Linked DNA regions of Sus scrofa: region 1 is linked to region 2. The links are chromatin contacts, called in public Hi-C maps. All regions are on one chromosome and are shown on one strand. The core of a region is the stretch at or near the end of the contact, and the rest is flanking DNA. Distances in the headings are between cores, read along the strand shown. Region 1 overlaps LAMA3 (laminin subunit alpha-3). Region 2 overlaps LAMA3 (laminin subunit alpha-3).

Region 1 (2,700 bases), core at 145-2,644, 110 kb before region 2:
CCTTAGGTTTTTCATGCAGCCTCGGAAAGCCGGTGTAGAAATGTTAAACCTGGTTTGGGATTCAAGAGAAGGAAGAGATGGACCAGAGCAGGCTTGACTGGGAATTGGAGCTGAAACACTACACTCACTCCCTACTATCTCTTATTATCAGGCAGATGTTTCATGGTTATCTCTTCTCCTGGGATTTCTAGAGTGCCCCTTATTTTGTGATGCTAAAAGAAATCTACTTCCTTTCAGTGTGATTTGAATCTTCGGCTTTAAAAAGGAATGCAAATAATGTTGACCAAAGAATGGCCAGGGTCCCCAAATGATGTATCGACACAGATAAGGTACATGATCTGGAATTACTTGCCGACCCCCGCCTGGAGTCATGGTGGTGCATCGTGAATTAAAGGCATATGTAGTAGTTCCCATCATTGTGCAGCAGAAACAAATCCGACTAGGAACCATGAGGTTGTGAGTTCGATCCCTGGCCTCACTCAGTGGGTTAAGGATTCAGCGTTGCTGTGAGCTGTGATGTAGGTCGAAGACGGGGCTCAGATCTGGCATTGCTGTGGCTGTGGTGTAGGCTGGCAGCTGTAGCTCCAATTAGACCCCTAGCCTGGGAACCTCCATATGCCACGAGTGCGGCCCTAAAAAGCAAAAAAAGGTAAGTGGAATGACTGGCCAGTGGGGACCTGCTATATAGCCACAGAGAATTCTACCCAATATTCTCTGATCATCTTTATGGGAAAAGAATCTGAAAGAGAATGGATGTGTGTACATGTATAACTGAATCACTTTGTTGTACAGCAGAAATGATTATGACATTGTAAATCCACTATGTTTCAATAAAACTTTGAAAAATGAAAAAGTAAATTAATAAATTCATATACTATAAACCTTATATAAATATATTAGTAAGCTAATAAATAAGTCATTTATTGGGACCAGAAATACTCTAGAAAGCTTTTTGCTCTTCTTTCCCTCTCCGGTTCTAAGTTAGCTCAGAGGAAACAAATGTTACTTTTTGGCTCTAGGCAATGATAAAAAATGTGGCTTGGGATTTAATCAATGTCCCAATGTCCCACTGGGACAATGGGAAGCATTGTCTGGCCTCACATGCTGTATCCACCACCTCCTAAGTGTGCAAAAGGTCACTGTGAAGGCCCTGGAACCCTCTGTGGCACGTAGCCATGAACACAGAGGAAGGGTCTTTGAGAGGAGCCACGTGCTCTGGATCAGACTGCCTGGGTTCGAGTCCTGTCTCTGCTGCTTTCTCTCTCTGCTCTGTTTTCTCATTTGTTCAATGGGCATGCGGTAATCGGCTCCCCAGGGCTGCTGTGAGTTTAAACGAGAGAATATGTGTAATGTACTCAAAGCGTGCCCAGTACAGAGCAAGGACTCAATCTGTGATGGCAGAGTCAATAACTACCCCCAGATGGTGCATCATTATAACGAAGGAACTTCTAAAGCGCCTCCTCCTACGTGGCTGTTTGGCATTTCTCTTTTGATCTGACTTTTGGATCTGCCTGGAGCCGACATCATGTAAAACACTAACATACAGCAAGTGACTGAAGTCCAGGCAAATATTTGTGTTTCTTAAGCAAATGTCATAATAAGAAAAACATAAAGCTGACTTCATTATAAACCCCTAGAGCAGCTCACTTTTCTAAATGGGAAGGTGTCTGCCTTCCTTTGTATTCAATTCATTATAAACAGTTGAGCTACATGCACTATGCATAAAATTAAATTTCTTTTTCCCTTTTAAAAGAAGAAACAAATCCTAACTGGCATTGCAGCATGAACTTGATTGTTTTATAAAGTTGGCTTCTTGATTCAGAAAAGAAAGAAAGTTCATATCCATTCTGGGAGCTTGTCTGTTTAGATCTCTTCTCTCTTGGTTTCAACATGTTTTAGACCCTTCAACATCTCCTAATCCCTTCTTTCCAGAAAGCATAGGAAGGAAGAATTTGGTGGCAGAAATGAAAAGGGGAAAGAAAGGCAGCTGACAGGTACAGGGCACCTATTCTATGTGAGATACTATTATACGATCCTCGCAATAACATTTGGAGACAGATATTTTCTTTCTTTTTAAAAAATTTTACGGCCGCACCCACAGCATAGGGAAGTTCCTGGGCTAGGGATCAAATCCATGCCCCCCCAGTGACCTGAATGACTGTGGTTGGATTCTTCACCCACTGTGCCACAGCAGGAACTCCATGGAGGGAGACGTTTTCTTCACGGACATGATTAAGCATTTACCAGGTACCTGGCACTGTGCTAACCCCTTTACCCTGCATCTCACCAGCGCTCTGTGAGTTAGGCCACCACTATGCCCATGTTAACGGATGTACAAGGAGGCTTGGGAAGGCTGAGTGACCTGCATGGGGTCATGCAGCAGGAAGGTGACAGCACTGGGATGTGCATGGTCAGGATGTCGTATAAGCCAGTGTGACCTAAAGCCCTGCCCTTCATACTTATACAGCTGTGTACCCAAAGCACTGGGAACGACCGTGACTCTCTCCCACAGAACAGACGCTTACAGCAGAGATGGTAGGATGAAAGATTCATTTCCACTATTCTTTGGGGTGTTCTTGTTACTCTGGTAACTCTTGTTACCCTAGTGTTCCATGTTTGCCCCAGGATTCAGGGTCTGAGGACCTTTGCTAGAGGCCCCAGATCATGGAGGGGTGCAAGCTGCGGTAAGAATGAGTTGGC
Region 2 (2,700 bases), core at 62-2,561:
ACACAGCCCTTCCCCTGGCAAGGAGCTCTTTGTCCAAGGCCATCTGCTGTGGTGTTGCTATTGCCTCAGTCAAGGCAGAAGGAGGCAGAAAGTGAGTTACAGAGAAGCACCAGCCCTTCCAGCCTCTCCCTTCTCCTCCCACCACCAAGAGCTTCACTGACTTGAGGTCCTTCTTTTCTCCCAGCTCCTTCTGATTTCTTCTGCATAATTCCCAGAGAGGCTGTTTTTTTTTTTTTTTTTTTTTCTGGTCACATCCATGACATGTGGAAGTTCCTGGGCCAGGGATCAAACCCATGCCACAGCAGTGGTCTGAGACACAGCAATAAAACATTGGATCCTCAACCCACTGAGCCACAGGGAATTCTGAGGTTGATTTTTTTTTTTTTAATGCCCTTCTGATTCCTGGTGAAAAAAATCCCAAAGAAACTTTTTTTTTTTAAGGCTGCCGGATTCCTGTGCGCATGTTAACGAATCGATAACCATAGGTTTTTTTTGTCATGGTTAACATCCGTTGCGTGAGTTGTGTAGTGCAGACGGCTCGGATCCCGTTGCTGTGGCTTGCATAGCTGCAGCTACAGCTCATAACCCTAGCTGGAACCCATAGCGCAGAGCCCAAAAAAAAAAAAAAAAAAAAAAAAAAAAAAAAAAAAAAAATAAGGCTGCACCAGTAGCATAGGTAAGTTCCCCAGGCGTGGGGTTAAATTGGAGCTGCAGCTGCCGGCCCTTACACCACAGCCACAGCAGCGAGGGGTCCGAGCCGAGTCTGCGACCTGCACCACAGCTCACAGCAACTTCAGATCCTTAACGCAGTGATCGAGGCCAGGGATTGAGCCCACATCCTCATGGATACTAGTCGGGTTAGTTACTGCTGAGCCATGACAGGAACTCCCCCAAAGAAACTTTTGAAAGGCTGGGACATATGCTCATGAAGGTTTCACATTTATTTTGATAACTTTGAGTCATTATGAGTTGAAAAAAAAATTGGGGGGCCTATGAAAGCTGGCTGGAAGAATATAAGAGCTATTTTAATTCCTATGTTGTTATGTCCCGGGAGGGCAAATGTCATCATAGGTTCCTGTGTTTACAAGGGAATCAACTAGGAGTTTTCAGTCTGTTGGTCACTGTGGGTCACTGTGGATGGACCATCTCTAAGCGGGGAGGAAGCTTCTCTCAGAACCATCTCTTACCAGGAGGACTCCCTCTGCCTTAATACAAGCAATCCACGTCCCTGGTACAATCGAAAACGGGTCTGCAAAACCATTTCCGGGTACGGTGACAAAGGCTGGCTCCTTACTCGGCTGGAAGATGATCTCTTTGCTTTGAGCAACACCTATCAGAAACACAAAGAATTGCTGAGGGCATTTTCCTAGCAGTCAGTGTTCTGGTATTAGATATTCAGCTTTGAACATTCAGTTTACATCTGAAAAAGCTTCAGAGGGTTTACTGATCATATGTACTGATCAGATTTACTGATCTTATTTTAAATAATGGCATGCATGCATATATTTATGTATCAAATAGACTAGAAAGATACAAAGGTGTTGGCAGTAACTGCTGGGGTTGTGAGTGATTTTTAAAATTTATTAAATATGTTAATTCGTGTAAACGGCTTAGAAAAGTTCTTGGCACATAGGAAGTATTCTATACAACACATTAGATATTAAGATATTTTTCTTTCTGTTTTTTTGTTTAAATGTAATTTTTTTGTCTTTTTTTTTTTTTTTTATGGGTCACACCTACAGCACATGGAATTTCCTAAGCTAGGGGTTGACTATCGGAGCTGTAGCTGCTGGCCTACATCACAGCCACAGCAACATGGGATCCACACCTCATTTGCGACCTACACCATAGCTCACAGCAACACCAGATCCTTAGCCCACTGAGGGAGGCCAGGGATTGGACCAGCATCTTCATGGATACTAGTGGGATTCATTAACCACTGAGCCATGACAGGAACTCCCTGTTTATATGTAATTTTAAATTTTTAAATGTCTGGAGTTCCCTGTTGGCCTAGTGATTACAGATCTGGCATGGTCACTGCTATGGCAAGAGTTCAACTCCTGGCTCAGGAACCTCCATGTGCAGAGGCCAAAAAAAAAAAAAAAAAAAAAATTTCTGTTGAAGAACAGGCATTCACTTTGAAATAAGAAAAAATTGTTTCCTGTTTGCTTTCAGGATGCATTGTTTTCTTCTGCATTAAACAAGTGGAGGACCCTGTGTAGAAGGGTCAGAAACAAGTAGAACTGTAGCATCTAAGTCCATTGGAGGCTTGTTCTTTAGAAGAAATGTTTACTCCAAAGACTTGCATTCACTCTCCTGTCCTATGATTATCTACGGGGCCCATTATGTGTCAGGGCTGGAGCTCGGTTCTGGGGACAAGGCAGTGACAACAGTCAGAATGGCTTCTGCTCCCCAGTTGTGGGGACGGGGAGATGAGGGGTTACAGACCAGAAGAGAATACAGAGCAGCATGGACAGGGGTATTGAAAGGAGGCATAGATTACTTCAGGAATACACAGTGGGGGCCCCTGACTCCCATGGAGGGGTGGGTGTAGGAAAGGTGTCCCAGAGGACAAGAAAAAAAAAAAATCACAATGTATTCCAACTGAGTTCCCAGAGGGCAAACGGCTGGTGGCATTGCCACCTGGGAGCCAGGGGATCTATTAGGAAGAGTCTGGGGTCTGAAGGCTGGGACTCATCT

Evidence for each region. Hi-C and Micro-C count contacts between places; a contact is called where the count stands out from the background.
Region 1: a contact with region 2 is called in a Hi-C map of liver, with 2.7 times the contacts expected there. The contact joins two enhancer-like sites. A contact is called at or near these places in 1 of 5 promoter capture datasets (liver) and 8 of 47 Hi-C or Micro-C datasets (alveolar macrophages, embryonic fibroblasts, liver and 2 more).

The regions. Positions count from the first base shown.
Region 1 is chr6:108,778,040-108,780,739 of Sscrofa11.1, reverse strand. LAMA3 (laminin subunit alpha-3) reads right to left here. Exons shown (of 75, transcript XM_003482042.4): 63 at 1-49. Among named protein-coding and RNA genes, the nearest start is that of TTC39C, 80 kb to the left of the region's middle. Within about 2 kb of position 1,394, at least 7 of the 83 cell types and tissues checked have an H3K27ac peak or open chromatin away from gene starts, as enhancers often do. A contact at or near this core is called in liver, where this site is marked.
Region 2 is chr6:108,672,627-108,675,326 of Sscrofa11.1, reverse strand. It overlaps LAMA3 (laminin subunit alpha-3), which reads right to left. Exons shown (of 75, transcript XM_003482042.4): 21 at 1,188-1,330. Among named protein-coding and RNA genes, the nearest start is that of LAMA3, 130 kb to the right of the region's middle. Within about 2 kb of position 1,311, at least 2 of the 83 cell types and tissues checked have an H3K27ac peak or open chromatin away from gene starts, as enhancers often do. A contact at or near this core is called in liver, where this site is marked.